Regions from separate parts of the Oryctolagus cuniculus genome. Here region 1 is linked to region 2. Evidence: chromatin contacts called from public Hi-C data. All regions are on one chromosome and are shown on one strand. The core of a region is the stretch at or near the end of the contact, and the rest is flanking DNA. Distances in the headings are between cores, read along the strand shown. Region 1 holds the start of TOMM70 (translocase of outer mitochondrial membrane 70). Region 2 holds the start of TBC1D23 (TBC1 domain family member 23).

What was found. A called contact is a pair of places that touch in the nucleus more often than the background predicts.
Region 1: a Hi-C map of psoas muscle shows a contact between it and region 2, with 6 times the contacts expected there. The contact joins the promoter of TOMM70 here to the promoter of TBC1D23 in region 2. A contact is called at or near these places in 2 of 6 Hi-C or Micro-C datasets (psoas muscle and an unstated tissue).

What each region holds. Positions count from the first base shown.
Region 1 is chr4:54,966,881-54,971,599 of mOryCun1.1, forward strand. It overlaps TOMM70 (translocase of outer mitochondrial membrane 70), which reads right to left and starts at 2,856. Exons shown (of 13, transcript XM_051819158.2): 1 at 2,718-2,856; 2 at 1,666-2,041. The coding sequence starts at 1,989.
Region 2 is chr4:54,786,838-54,791,450 of mOryCun1.1, forward strand. TBC1D23 (TBC1 domain family member 23) reads left to right here and starts at 2,454. Exons shown (of 19, transcript XM_070071986.1): 1 at 2,454-2,684. The coding sequence starts at 2,632.

The DNA of each region.
Region 1 (4,719 bases), core at 1,606-4,105, 180 kb after region 2:
GTAGCACTCAAAATCATCAATTTTTAGTACTGGATGAAATGCTATTAGGAGATCTCATATTTTACTCCTCTTATTCTAGAGGGATGACACTAAGGTGAGGGAGATAAAATGACTTTTTCAAAGAAACAATGATACAGAGCCCAACAGAAAGCTTACATCTCCTATTCTTAGAGTTCATCAGTTCTTTCACCATACTGCAATGCATCTTATTAAAAAAAAAAAGAATGATGTAGTGGTTAAGACACTATCTGGGACACCTGCTTTCGATATCAGAGTGCCTTGGAGCTAAGTCCTAGCTCTGCTTCTCATTCTAGCGTACTCTGGAAGACAGCAGGTGATGGTTCAGTTACTTGGGTGCCTTCCACCCACACAGGAGAGCTGGAATGTGTTGCTCGCTCCTGGCTTCCACTTGGCCCAGCCCTGATTACTGTGCCCATTTGCAGAGTGAACAGATGGATCTCTGTTTTCCTCTGTCTCACCGCCTTCCAAATAAATTTTAAAAATTTTAAATTGGTGATGATTTTCTCTCCCTGAAAATTCATATGGCTCTCTATAGCCTCATACAATGCTTCACACATTATAGGCATCAAACCTCAGTACTCTGACATCAAAGCTTCCTTTGAAGCTAACTGACTGCTTAGGAAAAAATGTTTCCACCCTGGAAAGTATAAAATGGAAATATTTGTATGTGTACACAGGTGTATATAAACTTGCATGTGTATAAAATTACATATGTATACACCTGGGAATTATTTCACCAAAGGTTACTCTGAACTCTGGTACTACCCCTGTACAACTCCAGAAATCAGATAAAATCCTCCTCCCATTCAATCCCAGTACTGTTAAATGCAGCCAGGCCAATTCTCTGCACAGCTGTCAGATACCAAATGGATTTAACAGTCAGTTCAACAAACTCAGACAAGGCAGTTCACCAGAGACTCCAATGCTTGGCCCAACATCAGAGAACTGTATCAGACATGTTAGGCATGGTCGTTCACAGATATTTACAGGTGAAACTGAAAAATCTAAGATGCTTCCAGCCAATAAGTTTAAGAACTCACGCCAGATAAGAAAAAAACCGAAACCAAATGTCACTACACATCAATTTACTCTTTGGAACCCGTGTGTGTGTGTGTGTGCGCAGAAAACCATTTAATCAGGTTTACTTTTCTTCTGTCAAGCAACCAGCACTGCAGTTGCCCGTGAACCCTCCTGGCAAAACAAACAAAAACACTTCAACAAGGGGGAGTGGTTCATTATTAAAAAGGTCTTACTTCTGCTGTTTTAGGCCCTGGAAACCACAAAGCCATTCGTGTCACAGTGTACACTCGATAATGCAATCTAGCTTGCTTCGCTTGTTCATTAAACACAATCATCACGCTTGTAAATGTCCCCCGTACCTACAGCACTAAAGATAAATGCTGTGTCACTGAGAAGCAAAAGAAGTTTCTGAAACCGGAAAGAAACTGTCCCAGAAGATCGTTAACCTGTCCCCTCGGGCTACTCCACTCCCTACAAAGGAAGCCAGGGAAGTGGCTTCCCTAAACCCATGTGCTGCCGCTCGGCTGCTTCCGTCTGACCGACTCTCCCCCCTCCCCATCGGCACCACCTGTCAAGGAAAAGCTGTACAGGGTGCCACCTCTACGGCCCGAGGCTGCTTCTCACCATTTCTAGGTGGGCACCGGGACCTTCCGGGTGTCCGCTGCCCAGTGCCGGGCTGGCTCTGCCCTCCGGGGTCTTCCGTTCGCTGTTTCGCTTCAAGCTGCTGGCGTCGCCCCGGCCTCCGGCCTCCCGGCGCCGCCGCTGTCTGCTCCACAGGTACATGGCCCCGGCACCCAGCAGCAGGGGCGCCCCGACTGCTAGTGCCAGCTGCCATCGCGGCAGGCCCCCAGTGCCCGGGCCCGCGGTCCCGCTGCCGCCCACCCCACTCCCGGAGCCTGGTGCAGCCGCTGCGACCACCGCCGCCTCCACAGGCTTAGAGGCGGCCATGACGAGTGTCCTCCGCCACCGCCTCGCTGCTTGTCGTGGGCGCCACAGTCACCTGGCAGCGTGCGAGAGCAGACCGGAGGGAGGGAAGAAAGGCAATGAGCGAGCGAGCACGCTAAGCAGCGGGAGCGGACGACAGAAAAGGGCCAGAGGTCACCGGAAGCCCGGGGCATGCCGGGCCAGACCTAGCCGTCCTCCTCTTCCCCTCTCAACCGTAGAGGGAGAGGAAGAGGGAGAATCACTTCCGGGTTAAGGGAAACTGGAGGTACGCGGTGGGATGCCTGAGCAACTCTGCTTTCTCCCCGCGGCCGTTGGACAGAATCACTTCTAGGGTCATGGGCTCGCGTGGTAGCGGATGTCCTCCACCTTCAGGGAGGGACCGATGGCCCGCTAGCCCAGCGAGGGGAAAGAGGGGCTCGTCCACTGCGGGTTTGGGATGCGTAGGCGACCAAAGGAAAATCTCGGTTGCACTGCGAGTGGGCGGGGGCGGGACGGGCAGAAGAGTTCAGAAGGCAATTGGCTGCCAGGAACGGTGGGCGGGGCGTGAGCCGAACTGTCCAGTTTATTGGTAGGTTTGGGTCTCTGCCCGTTAACGCCACGTTGCCGCTTCTTGGATCTGAGCGGCCGTTAGCTGGGATTTCTGTCCGCGTGTCGGGGGAAACCAACGGATTGGAAGAGCCTCATTTAAGGATGCTCAGGCTGAAGCTAGACTACTGTGTCACCAGTCTTACCTCTACCATAGCCAGGTTGTAGCTTGGGTGAATTTGAGGTTATTGGATCAGCAGTAGATGGCAGAAGGGCTAAGTGGAAATGGGCAAATCCAGGTTGGCTCCAATAGAAACGGCTTCTACAGGGTCCCAGCTGCTCTCCGTGTGAAAGCGGCGACGTCTGTGTTGTCATGAGGTTCTCGAACTGATTGGGTATAAATGAGATGCCCAGGGATTCCCGCCTGTCTGCAGCCTGCCTTTGCGTTCATAGTCTTGAGTTGGATTTCTCCTGAGAACCCAGCTCGCGCCTCACTGACTGGAGCCCCTGGGCCTTTCCCAGCCCTCAGGCCCACACCCATTCGCCTCATTACCAAATCGTGATTTCATAGTTTTCCTATCTCTTGATTCAGAATTTTCCTCTGCTGCACCAGAGCTATTTAAATACAAAAACCACCCTTGTGTGACTTTTTTTTTTTAATTCACAGTATTTTCAAGAAGAAAGACATTAATAGAGAACTCAGGGCCTGCCTTGTGCAGCAGAGAACGTCCACATCCTGAATTGGAGTTCCTGGTTCAGTCCCACTTCCAATTCCAATCCAGCTTCCTGCTGATGCACACCCTGGGGTGCAGGAGGTGATGGCTCAAGTACTTGGGTCCTTGCTCCCGCAAACTGGGAGACCCAGATAGAATTCCTGGCCCTTGGCTTTGCCTACCCTAGCCCAGCCCTAGCTATTGTGGACATTTGGGGAGTGAAGCAGTGGTTGAGAGATGTGTTGCTCTGCTTTTCAAGTCAATAAAAACAAAATTGTCAAAATCCCCATGCACACAAGTTTGAAGATCATTACATTAAAAATATCCATGCATACAATAGGATTTTCATCATCACAGCACTACATAACGATTGAAAGGAGATAATTTATTAAGCAGCAGGAAAATGGACTGATTAAAATAGAGTGGCCTAAATTGAAAGACTTTCCAGATTAATGCTTTTCTCTTGCTTCATTTAGGTTTCTATTAGTAAATTACTTTCAGGCAATTGGGTTTCTTAGCAACAGACTAAAACCAGGGACAGGGGGCCAGAATAATAGCAATGGAATTCATCACTTAGCGATTGTTGGAGATAATCAGCTTCTCTCTTCTGAGCCCACAACCTCAGCAAGTCCTTTAACATAATCTCTGCTTTGCCTTTTCAGAACTGGAAGAGGGTCTTTTTCCCTGAAATTTAATTTTTCTACAGCCTGTTTTAGGATTGTGGTATACTAGTAATTGCTAACTATTGGCAGGAACTAAAACATTTAACTTTTTTGAAACTGTACTTAGTTACTGTAATAGGCAGTAAATTTTTAATGGTTAAAATCTAAAAGTTAAAACAAATTTACTGTGAAAACTAGTCCCTGCTCCCAGCCACACAGTTTCCCTCTGTTAAAATCTCTTGAAACTTTTTGAAAATTAATAATTATCTAAAAGATCTAAATGGTTTATTTTGGGGGGTTCTGCAATCATGTGGAAGACCCAGATGGAGTTCCTGGCTCCTGACTTCAGTCTGGCCCAGCTCCAGCTGTTGTGGCCATTTGGGGAGTGAACCAACAAATGGATGATCTCTCTCTCTGTAACTCTGCCTTTCAAATAAATGAGTCTTTAAGAAAAAAGATTAACTTTGCAATATCTTTTTTAAATTATTCTTCCTTTTCACTTTGCTATTTTCCAATGTGTGAAAGCACCTGAAAGTATATATAATACTTAACAGATGCTCAAGAAAATGTCTCCTATCTTATTAAGTTTGGGCTGCTGTAACAAAAATGCCATAGATTGGGTAACATAAATAATAGAAATATATTCATCACAGTTCTGGAGAGTGGAAGTCTGAGACCAGGGTACCATCATAGTTAGGTTCTTTGTATTCTCATGTGGTGGAAAGAATCCAAGAGTCTATCTGAAGTCCCTTTTATTAGACTTAATCATCTCTCAAAAGGCCTACCTTCTTATACTCCCACATGAGGGGTTAGGATTTCAACAGCTGAATGGG
Region 2 (4,613 bases), core at 1,204-3,703:
TGTTCTTTCAAATGATGAGGGGAGGGGAAGGTATGGCTGATGCTGACACAGAGCAGATGAGGAGAAAGCATTTATGGGAAGAAGACTTACCTACCACTGAAAGCTGAATATTAACAACCCAAACCCAAACAAACACCAGTCGGACCTGTTCAAGGAAGAGAAATCAAAGGCATTCTAAGTTTCAAGAACCTTACCTCACAGTCAGAGTCCTGAATTTATCACTGAAGGAGATAATATCATCATGGTCATTAATATCATGATTTCCAAAATGAATACTCAATAGAACTTAGAACAGGTTTACGAGTAAACAATAAATGATACAAACCTTCCAGAAGAAAAAAATCATCAAACAATTTCAATTGAAATCTTGTCCCAAATGGGTTTTGTATCAATATGATGCTGACCTATCTAGGAATGTCCAACTAATTTGTGAGGCCTAGTGCAAAATGAGAACAAGGGGCCTCTTGTTCCAAAATCATTAAGAATTTCAAGATGGCAACAGCAGAGCATTAACCAAGCGCAAGGGTCTTGTGTTACTGCAGAGGAAGCATGTCCATGAAGCTCATTCTGATCCTGTTAAGGGTAACAGAAGTCAGAAATTTCAACTTCACCTTTACATAATGAAGAACTGCTTGAAAATGTCAAATGATAAGTTTTTAATGGAATTTCATCACAGACTGCAAAGCAGTCACTAATTTAATTACATTCAAGATGAATAACTGAGGAGTAGAATTACTTTAACCAGTGAACAATTTCTTGTCTCATCACTGACTGAATGGTTTTTAAAGCCATTTTAGTGAGGGCTTTTGCTGTGGCATAGTAGGTTAAGCCTCCACCTACAGCACCAGCATCCCATATGGGTGGCAGTTCATGTCCCAGCTGCTCCAATTCTGATCCAGCTGTGGCCTTGGAAAGCTTCAGAAGATGGTCCAAGTGCTTGGGGCCCTGCACCCATGTGGGAGACCTGGAAGCTCCTTGGTCCTGGCTTCGGATAGGCCCAGCTCTGACCATTGTGGCCATTTGGGGAGTGAACCAGCAAATGGATCACTCTCTATCTCTCTCTCACTCTCTGTAACTCTACCTCTCAAATAAATAAGATCTTAAAAAAAGAATTTTAGTAAAGCCTCTGAAAACTCTCTGGCAACAACTGAGGGGATCCAGCAGAGGTCCTGCATATTAGGATGGTAATCTGACTTAGATTCATACTTTTATTCTTTCTGATAGCAGGCAGCAAAAGCCTCATTGGTGTTAAAAGAAATTTTCCCCAATGAAGCGCTGAATATCACATAGAAATCCTGGGCTTGGATCTAGGTGCAGTAACATGCAGCTTTATCAGTGTATTATCTGCCCTTTGGGAAAAGAGAACATGTTTTTGGTTGTAAATGAGATAGCTATTACTTTAATACAATAGTTTTTAAAATTATGAAACATATTATATTCTATAAAGAATAATGGATGCCCAAGTAGCTACTTCTCAGCTCTCAAGAAATCAAATATTAAAATTTTAATTGAGGCGTTCCTCCTTTCTCCCACGGTAACTACCATTCCAATTTTTCTATACATTACCCCCTTGCATTTTTTAGCACATACCTACCTATTCATAAAATATTATCTTGCCTGTTTTTAACACCAAATTTAAATGACATCATACCTTACCTATCCATTGCCAATGTTTTGCTCATCTAATATTTTTCAGATTTATCTATGTTGTTGCATGTAGTTCTACTTCATCGGTGGTGTTGCCTAGGCTTGCAAAAGCATTTCTGTGGGTCCATCCACCTGAGCATGTACCCACTCAAAGCCCTCAGGTGGCAGAGGGAAGCCCAGGGGTCTGTGTCCGAAGGGTACTGGTGGTGTGGAGAGAGCGTGGATACAGGGGCTGACTCTGAACGCGTCCATGCTCGCGGGGTGCAAAAGCAAAGGATCTTGACAGCTTTCCCTGTAATGAATTCCAGTTCTGGAATTCTAAATTTGAATTTGACCTTCCATGCTGTTAGGAAGTTCTATTTAAGATAGGAGGCTAAAACATATTTCCTTTACTCAGCTTGATTTATAACTCAAATATGCAGAAATGAAGTACGCCGGCCTCCATGCATATTACTGAATGGGCTCCATAAATAGACTTCCCACGCTTTCCTCAAATCTAGCTGTTACAGGAGATCAACAGAAACGTTACTCTCTTCCTACGTCCACATTCCCTGCATGAATTTCCCTCCGCCCTCTTCTCTCCACTGACGGTCCTAACTTTAAGTTCGACGTCAAATTGGAACACAGATGCTAACCCGCCGCCAAAAACCAACGCTCCAGACTCTTGTGGCCTTCTACCGGGATGCACTTCCCCACATACCCGCCCACTCCGTCCGGCCCGGGGACTCCGCGGCATCATGGGATATGTAGTCTTTGGTGGGGCAACTTCCTTTATTAAGTCTCCTCCCCCAAGCGTCCCACGCTGCCTTTCGCCTTCGGGACGCCGTGACGTTAAGTTTGTACCCTCCCTGCTCCCTCCTCCTTTCTTTCCCGTTGGAGCAGCTCAGTCCGGGACTTCGGAAGACCTTTTACGACACTGGGTGTCAAGAGTCTGTCTCGGCGCCGGTTCCACTTTTCGGCAAAGTGACGTGGACGTCAACAGCAATGGCGGAAGGAGAAGAAGTCCTGGCACTACCAACGTCAAGTGGCGACGGCTGGTGAGTGAAAGCCGGGGGCTAATGCCCACTGGCCCTTTATTCTTCCTTCTCACTCTCCTGCCCGTCCCTGAGACACCAGCTGGCGCCGACGTTTAAAGAGAAAAGCCATCGTCGGCCAAGTCCGGTGCTCTGCCCCGCCCCCTCTGCCTGCCGGGTCCCCTCCGTCAGGTCCTGCCAAGGGGCTGGAGCAGGACTGGAAGAGCGAAGGGTGTCGTCCAGGTGCTAGGCCTGTCACTTCGTCCTCCGGTCTCCAGATTTTGCTAGAGAGGGTGGTTCTAGGGCTGGGTTGGCCAGAGGTTGGTAGGGGAGTTGCAGGAGGCTGTTTAAGCAGGAAGTTTTTTTGGATGTAGATCTGAGGCACTAGAATACCATTTGAAGAAGAGATGCTTTGAAATTATCAGCACGACCTTTGCCTGAGGGTTCAGAGGTTGAAAGACACACCCCGAGTGGATCCTTTCCACGTAATTGAGCTATTTTTTTCCTTTTTTTAAAAAAAATCTCGTTTCGATCCCAACAGTTTCCACGTTCGTCTCTTTCACAGAAGTTGTATTTTCCTACCTCCTCTTCTCACAGGTCGATTTCTAAGCTTAGGATGCAGTGTGGGACTTCGCTCTTGTGATCCCAAGCCTTGGCATGCATACCTGATTTGTTTTGAGGTAGTGGGGAGGACAACTTTACTCACCCAGTAATCTCGGAGAAGCGCTCCTACTTTTGAAATAGTTCATCTTCACAGTACACCATTAGGAATAATAAACATCCTATGTTTTTAAAAAGGAAGTTTCGAGGCTTGTCTAGTTTTTGTAGCTGATGTAAGTGTATTAGTTTGGGACTTGCTTGTGTATTATATAGGTGTACAGCTCACTGGCACTCTACTTACCTAAAAATAATACAAGACACTCTTAGTCTTCAACTTTTGTCTTTTGGGGAAGGGAATGGAAATCATTGAAGAATTATGTAGTAATTGAAAAATTCAACTTTTGTTTAGAGACATCAAATGTTATCTTAGTGCATGTACTCTGCAGAGTTAGGAGGAGAACTTATGATGACCTAGATGTTATTTTTTCTATTTACCTATAGAGTTAAGGAACGTAGTTACAAGGTAAAAATTAATCTTATTCTGTTGGAGTGTGACTTTAAGGGGGTTATGGCAGAAACCACTTCTAGCTGGAGTCGTTGGGGAAGGCATCGTGAAAGCATTGATGCTTGAAATAGGCCTTGAGGAATGAATAGGACTTGGATCTATGCTGGCTAAAAGAAGGGAGCCACGTGTGTAATTTAATTTTTTTAGTAGTCACAGTAAAGACTCCAAAGAGGATGTTAAAAATAATTTTAATGATCTATTTTATTGAATTTATCCAACCCATTATTTTGGCATTTATTCACTGTTTTTAAAACAATTAGATAATTTTGAATCTTTTTTGTACAAAGTTTTCAAAATCTGATGTACATTTTACATTGACCTTACATCTCAGTTTGGTGTAGCCATATTTCAGATGTTGAGTATCCACCTTCAGCTGAGGGCTAACATATTAGTGCAAAGATGGGAAAGACCTCAGCATGGAGTGATGGGACAAGCAAGAAAACTAGTGATTTGTTTGGAGAGTAACTACAGCTAGCAGAAGAGAAGCTGCAGAAAAATACATCTGGAAAAACAATGGAAAGCTTTTCAACCAGTTATAGGAACCTTTAAAAGAAATCCATGATGTAGACATTGCAAAACTTTTCAGAAAGTGACCCAGCTGTTTGTAACTTGAAGCGTGCTATTTTGGGTGAGTAAGTTGTTGTATCATAAACTGGCTGCAATCAGCTGGCTGAGGGCCCTGAGGGGAAATGTTTCTAGAATTAAAGTATCTTTGGGGAGTTCTTAAGTTAGGAGGATTATGAACAAGAGTATGGTTCACAGGGGCAGAGTGAATGGTTACTGGAAGG